Linked DNA regions of Macaca mulatta: region 2 is linked to region 1. Evidence: chromatin contacts called from public Hi-C data. All regions are on one chromosome and are shown on one strand. Each heading gives the region's core, a stretch centred on a gene start, on an enhancer-like site or on the middle of the called end of the contact. The rest is flanking DNA. Distances are from core to core; before and after follow the strand shown.

Region 1 (5,565 bases), core at 1,216-3,715:
CTTTTCATTCAGTAATTTGTTCAGAAGAGTTTTAGAACCTTGCCAAAATCATAGATGGCCTGCTTTGATTTCACATTCATGTTTGGCAAGACTAGATACACACACACACACACACACACACACACACACACACACACATTATGTGGCAGAAATTTCTGGACCCCAAGTGATAGAGGTCAGCCAAAGGGGTTTTCTACTGTCCCCTATATTCTCTACCAAAGACTTGCTAGGGAATATTCAGCTGTCGCCTACATTACATTTCAACTGTCTGCTAAGGAAGAATTAGTTGTAAATTTTGATTCATCCAGGCCCACCTCCAACCCCAGGCTATTTCTTTTGGCTAATTCACGCATGCAGAGAGAACACGAGGAGTTTGCCTCAAACTCTTCACTAAACTTTATGGGTGCACCCCAGTGACTGCTCCACATACGGGAGACGTCTGGCCCTTTTTAAAATCCCTCCTGGAACTTAAATTATCGACTATTGTAATATCATAATTCTCTCTCTTCATTTGATACAGGATAATGCAAACAGGAAATCAGCAAGCAAGCATAATTTCTGGACATGATAGAGTCCCACCGAGACTTGGCAAACAGGCTGTGCATTTTCCTCTTGTTGCATGGTGTTACGACACCTCTTCTACAGATGTGGCCCCCCAGCTGTGAACTCCTTGAAGACAAGGACTAGAACAGCGCCTGGCACAGTCCGGGTTGTATATAGGTGGCTCAGTTGAATGAATGCACTGCTTTTGTCCAAAAATACACTCATCACCATGCAGAATAGACTCGAAATATAACGCGTTATCCCATACTTAACTAAACCCATGGCTTATTCACGGTTGATGGCACCTCGTGCCATATAGCAAGGCTGGAGAGTGTCCAGCCAAGAATGATGCTGTAAGCAACTAAAAGAGAGATGCCAAGACTTCAAAGGATAGGACGTTCCCATTTGAAAAAGAGAAAGCCCAGAGCAAGGAGAAGATACGTATAAAAAGAATGTTATCCCTATAGGAGACATAGTCTAGAAAGCTCATGAAGCTCTTTGCTTGTAGGCAGACAGTGGTTCTCAGACTCTGAAATATCAGAATCACCTGCAGCCTTGTTTCAACACACTCGTGGGCCCTTCTCCAGAAATTCCAGTTGCACAGGCCAGGGTGGATGCCTGAAAGCTGCATTTTTTTTTTTAAAACAAACTCCCAGGTGTTGCTGATGCTGCCATGGAAACATGATTTGAGAACACTATAGTAAGAGATGGGAAAGGCTGGAAACCAAGTTTCTTCTAAGATTTTAAATTAATTTTTAAAATGATATAAGTGAATTCTTTTAAAAATTTGTCTCACAAACGTTCTCAAGTATGCACAAAAGTAAAAAGACTCATAAAAAACCCACAGAGCACACATCACCCCACTTCAAAAATACCAATTTACCAGTCTTATATATCCCCCATCACCTTTTTTTTTTTTTGCCAAAATAGTTTAAAACATATCCCAGCCATATCAATTAATCTATAAAGATTTCAACATTTATTTCTAACATTATCATTCTAACAGACAAGCACTCTTTTTAAATGTATTTACCTATTGAGGGAAGCTAGGATGTTTGCAATGAATTGTTTATAAAACTGTAAGAGCCAAGGAAGACCGTGCTGCATGAATCCCAGATTCTGACTGACCCAATGTTATTTCGACTCTTTTTATTTGGCAGTGACCACCCTCTGCTTCTAGGCCTTTGCTTAGCCTGCCACCACACACACACACACACACACACACACACACACACACACACAATCTTGTTAACCCTTCCCACCCATCTCCTCATATCCAAATACTGTTCTCAGTTGAAGACATGTCCCTTCCTTCTAGAACCTTCCTCCAGCAGTAAACCACTTATCTCTCTGACACATAGCCCAGCCTTATGTTTCTCCTGACAGGGATCTGCAACTTTCTGCCTTCTGTTGCCCAGGGGACTGTCCCCGGGGGACGGCACATTCCTGGAAGGTGGCATGAGGAAAGGGTTCCAGACAAGCTCAGAACAGCCCACAGTCCTCTCTTCTCTGAAGGACATTACAGTCCCTCGGGGTTGGAGGCTGGAGGTAGAATTTTCATTTCCGAGAAATGACCCTGGATGCCAAATGATTATCCACAACCCTACAAGCTCGATCAGATTCCGAGCGTGGGGGGCACACGCTGTTGCCCTGTCTCACTGATGGCTGCCACTACAGTGCAAACCTGGGAAAACTATAGTTACAGCCAGCCTTTTTGCCCAATCACCACTCACTGAGGCTTTTCAGGGAAGAACTGAGTGGAAATTGGCTGGGCCTGTGGAGGAATCTGCAGGTGGGGGAGGGGTAGTGGGCGATGGGGAGGTGGAAGCAGAAATGCTAAGAAAGCTAAATATTGTGGTTAAGTCGGAAATGTGGATTTCTGACGCTTTTAGGAGGAAGAGGATGTGGCTGAGTGTGGCACTGGGGCACGTGAAAATGAAACCACCCATAAAGCAAGGCATTACAAACGGGCTGTGAGTGTGGCCAGCATTGACTTTGGCAGTAGAGGTCTGGATTTGCTAAGCTTCACGGGTGAGTGAATGATGGCAGTTGGAGGCAAGGAGGTTACTAGAGATTCCTCAGTGCTCTGGGGGAGGTGTTTTCAAGCCAGCAAAACCAGCCTTGGTGAGACCTGACCTCTGAATAGGACGATATAAAAACCCACAAAGAGACTTTAGCCTAGTTCTCTTTTTAAATAAAGTCAGGTGGGCAGGGGCAGGGGGATTCCCATTAGAAAGTTTTATAGTACTTTTGTAGTAGGTTATGAATTACGCTTTGGAACTACACAAAACAGTTCGAACACAGTGCTTCCTGCCGCTAGAATTGCAGGCTGTCAGCCACAGCTTTGCTCACCTCCCCAGCTAAGCCACCTACCTTCCTATGGGGGAGACAAATCACCCGCTGTGGTCTTGTTGCCCTGCCTCACCCCTTGAGAACCTTCTTTCTTTTCTTTCCTTCTTTCTTTCTATTATGTACATTTAGTTCCCACAGGCTTCCTTTATCAATATTTCAATTGGTTGCTGCTGACCTATACTTGAATCCAAATATTTGCCCTATTCAGTATGAATTGTTCATTCAGCCAAATGCTTGATTATGTCTGTGCTCTTTTGAGCAAATTGAATGGGCTACTTGACTATGTAATGCCGATATAGCCTGGTCATTAGTAGTGTTTGTTAGAATTGACCAGATGCAACAAGGAAGGAAAGGGAAAGAAGAAGGAGGTTTGTGTTCAGTTTTCCTTCCAGAACAACCATGGTGAAGAAAATGAAATCGTGCGCTTTCCAGGGCACAGTTCTAAACTGCCTTCCTTTTCTTCCAAATGGGCCCGTAGTCTAATATGAATCAAATGGGACAGGGTTCAAAGGAGATGGATGCTCCTGAAGGCCCGCAAGTTTATATATTCATTGGGAAACTACCCCCGTAAAATGAATATGGTTTTTTTAAATGATGACCGGCCTTCTTATTTTTATTGTTTAGATCAAGACACAAGAAATAAAATAAAGCTAACTACGAGCCTTGCTCTTGATTAATATTACTCCCTGCACTGGTTGTGTGACATTTCTTCCCACATTCAAACTAACCTTTCATGAATGTCAAAAGCCACGTGACTGGACAATTTTTAACTATCATATGTTAAACTATAATTCACACTTTAGGGGAGGAAAAGCTTTCTCCTCTATCCTCTTATGTTCAGTGACTGGGTCTCTGCAAATTCAAGTTACAAAAGATATAAGGAAGAAAAAATTAGTCTATTTATGCTTGCAGTGCACATACATGCTGGAGAACTCAGCGATGAGTAACTCAGAGAAGTGGTTAGAATTCGGGGGTCGTATACTGTGTCTTAACAAAGAGCAATAAATTGTGAAGAAGAAGCTAGACAAAGGGAAAAGGTTTGGGGCTTGTGGGGAATGCTAAGTTATGGAAAGGGGACAAAAAGTATGGTAAATAAGGGTCATTTAGCACGACCCTTATCAGACTCTTATTTGTTATGCAGATAAGAGTCATCCCAGGTGGCAGGAGTGTCTTAGAGTGGTTCTCTTCCTGTGATGGAAGAGTGAGATACCGTTCCAACAGATGTCACCTTTACAAAGGGAAAATTATGCCCTGCTTTTTTACAGAAATGGAGAGAGCAGAGAGCAAATTGCCGTAAGTTCAAAATAATCCTTACACAAAAACGGCATATTTTGGGGTGCCACACTTTGATTCTTTTCAATACAACAATTATTTGCTGACTACCTACGACATACACAGTACTGAATTATGTTGTGGAAACACTTGATGCACAATAAGGGTTATAATTTGGCCCTGACCCAAGGAAGGAAACCAGCACAGATCCAGGAGAATTTTTCCAGGCACAAGAGTGGCTTTGAAATGTAAATTAATTTTTCCAGTGCTCCAGAGCAGGAAGTGATAATACGAATATACCGGTGTGTTGGTGCTTGACCTTGAGGAGTTCCTATCTTATTGGTAAAGGCAGATATGTACATAATGTAGAAAAGATAGGAATGAGAATACTTGGGGCAGGATATCAAGTGAAGTAATTATGGACCAAAAAAACAAAACTGAATATGAATAGAAGGTACCCTTGCCCTCTGGGGGCTTACAGCCTGTTAAAAGAGAGAATTTATGGACACAAATAAATGGTATCTAAGGCAGACTGCTTAAAGGAGCAAGCAACAAGGTGACAGGGGCTTTCAGGGCTAGAAGAGGTCATGTCCAAGACCACTGCATACGTCCAGCCCACATTTTTGAAAGCCTTGCTTGAAACTCATGGCTCTGATGCTCCTTCAAGTTCACATCATGTGTATTTTTAATTTGTCTGAAGAATTTACAAAATTCTTTAAACATCTTTCACATAACTTTTTGATTACAACAGGATTCGCTGCTTTATTTCCCTGCTTCGATTACACAGATTGCAATGCCCCATTATATAAAAGAGGAGAAGAGATGGAGGGAAATGGGTATTCATTAAGCACTTTTACTATGTACCAGCCCTTGAACTCGGTAGGCACTTTCAACTTTGTGTCTCACTTATTTATGAAGAAAATTTTCACTTGCTTCTCAGTTCTGCCTCATTCAAGATTCCCCATGCCTCGTAATCCTAAGTTCCTCTTCCCAGATATCCCTGCTCACCTCCCTGTAGGCAGAGGAGGGACCCTGCACACCTACCATGGTGTCACTTGGACCAGCTCTTGCTTCTGGCTGAGCAGCCTTAGAGTTTCTTAAACTGTCGACATTACTTGATTGTTAGGATTATTTCTACGATCAGAGGGTACAAATCCTGTTTTGACTTTTCTCCAAGCTTATTTCCACTGAAGGTTCTCCTCCTTCCTTTCCAGGTCCTCTAAGGCTGTGCTCTCCTAGCCGAATCCACATATCAGCCCTCTCCAGAGACCTCCTGGATGGTCCTCACGGCCATGTCATTTGAAAGCAATCTTGGCCTTTGTTTCCTCCTAGAACACACATTGTCCTGCAAAGAGCATGTGCTTCAGGTAAAATTGTATTGGAATCCAGCTCTGCTCC
Region 2 (5,560 bases), core at 2,148-4,647, 87 kb after region 1:
GAAATGCACAAATCCAGGTCCTCCCTGGAGAATGATTGCGGCTATACCTGCATAGGCTACTGCTCCCTAAAGCCAGCTAGGGGGAGGGACCGACATGAAGGACGTTGATGAATGAACAGTAGAGCTTACCAGTGTCTTTCACTGCCTGGCTTACTGATGTTCATATATCCCCTTTGCTATAGCTGTTTCAAATGCATAATGCATTTGAGACCCCATCTGATTTCCTCATAGACCATGAAAGAGACCATAAAGCTCATCTAATAATCTCATACCACTGCGTCATTTTATACCTGGGGAAACTGCAGCCCAGGGGGGTTAAGTAGCTTTGCAATAAGCCACATCTTCTGTGACAGACTCAGGATTGGAACTCAGGCCCCACAACCATGAAAAAGAGCAGTTTGTTCACAAAAGGACTTTGACAAAGCTCCCCGTCTCAAGGCATTTGTTCTTTCTACTTCTTTTTTTTTTTTTTTTTTTTTTTGAGACGGAGTCTGTTGCCTGTTGCCCAGGCTGGAGTGCAGTGGCACAATCTCAGCTCACTGCAAGCTCTGCCTCCCAGGTTCACGCCATTCTCCTGCCTCAGCCTCCTGAGTAGCTGGGACTACAGGCGCCCGCCACCATGCCCAGCTAATTTTTTGTATTTTTAGTAGAGATGGGGTTTCACTGTGTTAGCCAGATGGTCTCGATCTCCTGACCTTGTGATCCGCCTGCCTCAGCCTCTGAAAGTGCTGGGATTACAGGCGTGAGCTACCACGCCCGGCCTCTTTTTACTTTGGGTAAATTTTTTACCCAAAATTTTAGGGCAGTTTTGAATTCCATGTGGCTTAAAAAAAAATGGGAGTATATTCTTTCTCCTGTGTTGTCTAACAGTTTGACCCTAGATCTGCAAGCAGCTGTCTAAATTCCAAATACAATCCAAACAAACAGATGAGGATTTCACTTGAAAACATTGTACACACCATCATTCACTGCAGTTTACGTCCAGGCGGGGACCCCCTTCTCCAAGGGCATTTTTTGTTTGTTTAAGTTCTAGGGCACATGTGCACAACGTGCAGTTCTATTACATATGTATACACGTGCCATGTTGGTGTGCTGCACCCATTAACTTGTCATTTACCTTAGGTATATCTCCTAATGCTATCCCTCCCCCACTCCCCCACCCCACGACAGGCCCCGGTGTGTGGTGTTCCCCACCCTGTGCCCAAGTGTTCTCATTGTTCAATTCCCACCTATGAGTGAGAACATGCGGTGTTTGGTTTTCTGTCCATGTGCTAGTTTGCCCAGAATGATGGTTTCCAGCTGCATCCATGTTCCTACAAAGGACATGAACTCATCCTTTTTTATGGCTGCATAGTATTCCATGGTGTATGTGTGCCATATTTTCTTAATTCAGTCTATCATTGATGGACATCTGGGTTGGTTCCAAGTCTTTCCTATTGTGAATAGTGCCGCAATAAACATACGTGTCATGTGTCTTTATAGCAATATGATTTACAATCCTTTGGGTATATACCTAATAATGGGATGCCTGGGTCAAATGGTATTTCTAGTTCTAGATCCTTGAGGAATACCCACACTGTCTTCCACAATGGTTGAACTAATTTACAGTCCCACCAACAGTGTAAAAGTGTTCCTATTTCTCCACATCCTCTCCAGCACCTGTTGTTTCCTGACTTTTTAATGATTGCCATTCTAACTGGTGTGAGATGGCATCTCATTGTGGTTTTGATTTGCATTTCTCTGATGGCCAGAGATGACGAGCGTTTTTTCATGTGTCTGTTGGCTGCATAAAATGCTTCTTTTGAGAAATGTCTGTTCATATCCTTTGCCCTCTTTGTGATGGGGTCGTTTGCTTTTTTCCTGTAAATTTGTTTAAGTTCTTTGTAGATTCTGGATATTAGCCCTTTGTCAGATGAGTAGATTGCAAAAATGTTCTCCCTTCTGTAGGTTGCCTGTTCACTCTGATGGTAGTTTCTTTTGCTGTGCAGAAGCTCTTTAGTTTAATTAGATCCCATTTGTCAATTTTGGCTTTTGTTGCCATTGCTTTTGGTGTTTTAGACATGAAGTCCTTGTCCATGCCTATGTCCTGAATGGTATTGCCTAGGTTTTCTTCTAGGGTTTTTATGGTTTTAGGTCTGACATTTAAGTCTTTAATCCAAGCTAAAGGAGGATGTTCGAACCCATCACAAAGAAGCTAAAAACCTTGAAAAAAGATTGGACAAATGGCTAACTAGAATAAACAGCATAGAGACGACCTCTTAAATGACCTGATGGAGCTGAAAATCATGGCACGAGAACTACATGACGCATGCACAAGCTTCAGTAGCCGATTCGATCAACACTGATCAAGGGTATCAGTGATTGAAGATCAAATGAATGAAATGAAGCGAGAAGAGAAGTTTAGAGAAAAAAGTGTAAAAAGAAGTGAACAAAGCCTCCAAGAAATATGGGACTATGTGAAAAGACCACATCTACGTCTGATTGGTGTACCTGAAAGGGTCGTTTTTATATGGTTGCATTCGTAACAATGGATTCTACACACAGTGTTTCAAAACTGTGCCTATGGTATGGAAGATACTACAAATACCAATAATACAATTGTCTGCTTTTTGTAAACCACATAGAAATTCTAACCCCGTATAGCTAGCCATAAAAACAGCACCTAATAAAACTACACGATAAGAAAAATCAGCTACTCTGGGCACACTGCCTATGAGTTAGCCCTGCTCTGCAAAGAGCAGTTTAAAAACTAAAATTAAAAAATTTTTAAAACTCAGCTGGATCGTATTCCACTCAGTCCAGTTATCACCAGCTGTGGCTAACTTCCCCTACCCCAGTGCAACACCTTGCGCTTGCAAACCAGCCCCACCCTTGGGAGCCTCCTCTGCCTCCCGCGCTGTCACTTGTCACACGTTACCCTCCCGCCCGCGTCCCCCCCCACCGACGAGGCTCTGGGTACGGGGACCCTTCGATGGCCCATGTGGCGAAAAAGAGGCTCCGGGGGACAGACACGTTTCCCAGGCTAACGTCTGCCCAGGCTGTGCAGAACAGCCGCTCCCCTCCAAGTCAGATCCCGGCTGGAGCGCGGAGGGCGCCGCGGCCGCCAGCGCGGGCCCCGAATCCTCGACGCCGGCGCCCCCTGGTGTTCCTAGCGCTGCGGCCACTGGCACCCGCGGGAGGGGGAACCCGGGCTGCGGGTGGTGGCAGGACCAGGGCGGGGCAGAAGCCAATTTCCAGAGGTGACTTAAAAAAAAAAAAGTCTTGATAGGTCATTGGATGGAATGGGGGAAAAACAAAATAACAACAAAGAAAGAAAAGAAAAAAAAAGTCATATTATTTTGTTATTGAGGACCTACTCGTGCGTTTCCTATCCTCCCATGGCATAACGGGAGAGGGAGCTCGCAAACAGCCGAGTTTCCGCTGTCTCCGCAGTGACCGTGCTGGAGAGAGATTCTGAAACGACAGCAATCGAGGGCGGGCTGAAGGAGTTGGAATCTTCAGCCTTGAGAGGATATGACTGAATAAATGAAGCTTATGGGGGCAGAATCATGCCCCAGGCCTCCAGTGCCATGCTTTTTATTCTAATGCTGAATTCAGTCAATTTACCCAGTGGCTTGGCTGCTGGTTGTTACTGAACTGTAGGTACCTAAGGTCTGTCTCATTATGCAGAGAAATCTCCGCAATGGAACCTTTAGAGAGCCATCCTCAGAGAGAGGCCGGGCACGGTGGCTCACGCCTGTAATCCCAGCTCTTTAAGAGACCGAGGCGGGCGGATCACCTGAGGTCAAGAGTTCAAAACGAGCCTGGCCAACATGGTGAAATCCCGTCTCTACTAAACATACAAAAAAAAAAAAAAAAAAATTAGCTGGGCGTGTTGGCGGGCCACTGTAATTCCAGCTACCCAGGAGGCTGAGGCAGGAGAATTGCTGGAACCCGGGAGGCAGAGGCTGCAGTGAGCTGAGATCGGGCCACTGCACTCCAGCCTCGGCGATAGAGCAAGACTCCATCTCAATAAATAAATAAATAAATAAATAAATAAATAAATAAATAAAAAATAAAAAGCCATCAGAAAAACATGGTGGGGATGCGAGGTGTAGGGTTTTGTCTCCTAGATGCTTCATTAAGGAGCAAGGAGGCCCTGGAAGGCCAGACAGTGCCCATCTGGGTCACTAGGAGATGTAATTGAGAAGCCCAAGGCATGGTGCTCTGTCCAAAGAACTGGAGGGAAGGAGAGGAGAGGCAGGCCTGTCAGTGCTGCCTCTTACTGCGGCCAGGGGAGGGGTCACTCAGGGCTGAAGCAAAGGAACTGCTGTATTCGGTGGGAAACAGAGCAACAGATTCCCAGGTCCTTATGAGTCACCTCCATGGAGCTTGGCTTCCGAGGTCATCTGAGGAACATGCCAACCATCACTCCCCTCCAACCCTCTAAGTTCTTTTCCTAGAACAGGTTCAGGTTCCTGGATGACCACAATACTTTGGTTCCTTGACACCAGTGTCTGAGTGCTGTTTCTCTTTTCAATAGACTTACTTTTTTACGTCCGGAAAAGAACATCCCATATGTGTGCACTCTATACATAACCATAAGGATCGTATACATTTAGGGACATGCCGAAGGTCACAAAGCTTGCTGTGACAAATGGAGACTCAAGCCTCCTTACTCTTCATCCACTACTTTTTCGTCCCCCCTTCTCCTCATATCCCTTTAGACTGGGCATCAGATTCCTGGTGGTAGACTTTAGAACTGAACACACTGTCTAACAAAGAAAATGGCACAGGACAGAAAGCAGGGATCCCTGGGACTCTGGTGGGCTCCTAATAACCTTCCCCTCCCTGCCAGGTTTGCAGAATACTTAGCCTGTGCCATCTTCTAAAGCCCATATTGGGTAAGCATTCATAGTAATAGTATTAACAGCCCACAGGGAACTGGACGAATTTAACACGTCCTCCAGCTAATGAGGGATGACCCCCTGGGTACCTCATTCACAATTCCCCAGGGTCACCACCACAGCGCTTACATAACAGCAGGATTCAGTTCTAGACCCTTCCCCTGACCAAGGCCCGACAGGGAGCAGATCTGAGAAAATGTCTTCCCAGGAGCTGTCAGGTCTAATGAGGATAACTATGTCACATTTTGGAATTAGAACTGTATTTTCTAAAGAAATTATTTGGCTGGTGTTTCCTCTGAAAAAGAGTTTCACTCTTGCTGACAGGGAAAAGCAAATGTAGACTCTTTGAAAAGGAACAACACAAGCCATAGCCCTCTAGATAAACAATAAAAGGTCTTGGGTCTCAAGTTTATTAATTGTTAGTGACAATACTATTTGCTATGCCAATGTCTTTTGATGACCATTGTTAATTTCGGTAATCAGATAAGTAATTAAATAAGTGCAGTAAACAAATTGCAGTTATCTGCAGTATGTATATGTATATGTATCTATACCAGTCATTATAATGTCCATGTACACATATCCAGATTATGTCGATATCCTCTAGTTGTCAAATTATAGGTCATCAGAGGACTTAAAATGCCTAAAGTCATCCTTGATGCTTACGTTAGATT

Evidence for each region. Hi-C and Micro-C count contacts between places; a contact is called where the count stands out from the background.
Region 2: a contact with region 1 is called in a Hi-C map of CD4 T cells, with 7 times the contacts expected there. The contact joins two enhancer-like sites. A contact is called at or near these places in 6 of 14 Hi-C or Micro-C datasets (CD4 T cells, blood, fetal cortex germinal zone and 2 more).

The regions. Positions count from the first base shown.
Region 1 is chr18:21,598,011-21,603,575 of T2T-MMU8v2.0, forward strand. No RefSeq gene overlaps it. Among named protein-coding and RNA genes, the nearest start is that of LMAN1, 33 kb to the right of the region's middle. Within about 2 kb of position 2,466, at least 9 of the 40 cell types and tissues checked have an H3K27ac peak or open chromatin away from gene starts, as enhancers often do. A contact at or near this core is called in CD4 T cells and blood, where this site is marked.
Region 2 is chr18:21,684,299-21,689,858 of T2T-MMU8v2.0, forward strand. The region is part of intron 2 of CPLX4 (complexin 4); the gene reads left to right. Among named protein-coding and RNA genes, the nearest start is that of CPLX4, 11 kb to the left of the region's middle. Within about 2 kb of position 3,398, at least 8 of the 40 cell types and tissues checked have an H3K27ac peak or open chromatin away from gene starts, as enhancers often do. A contact at or near this core is called in CD4 T cells and blood, where this site is marked.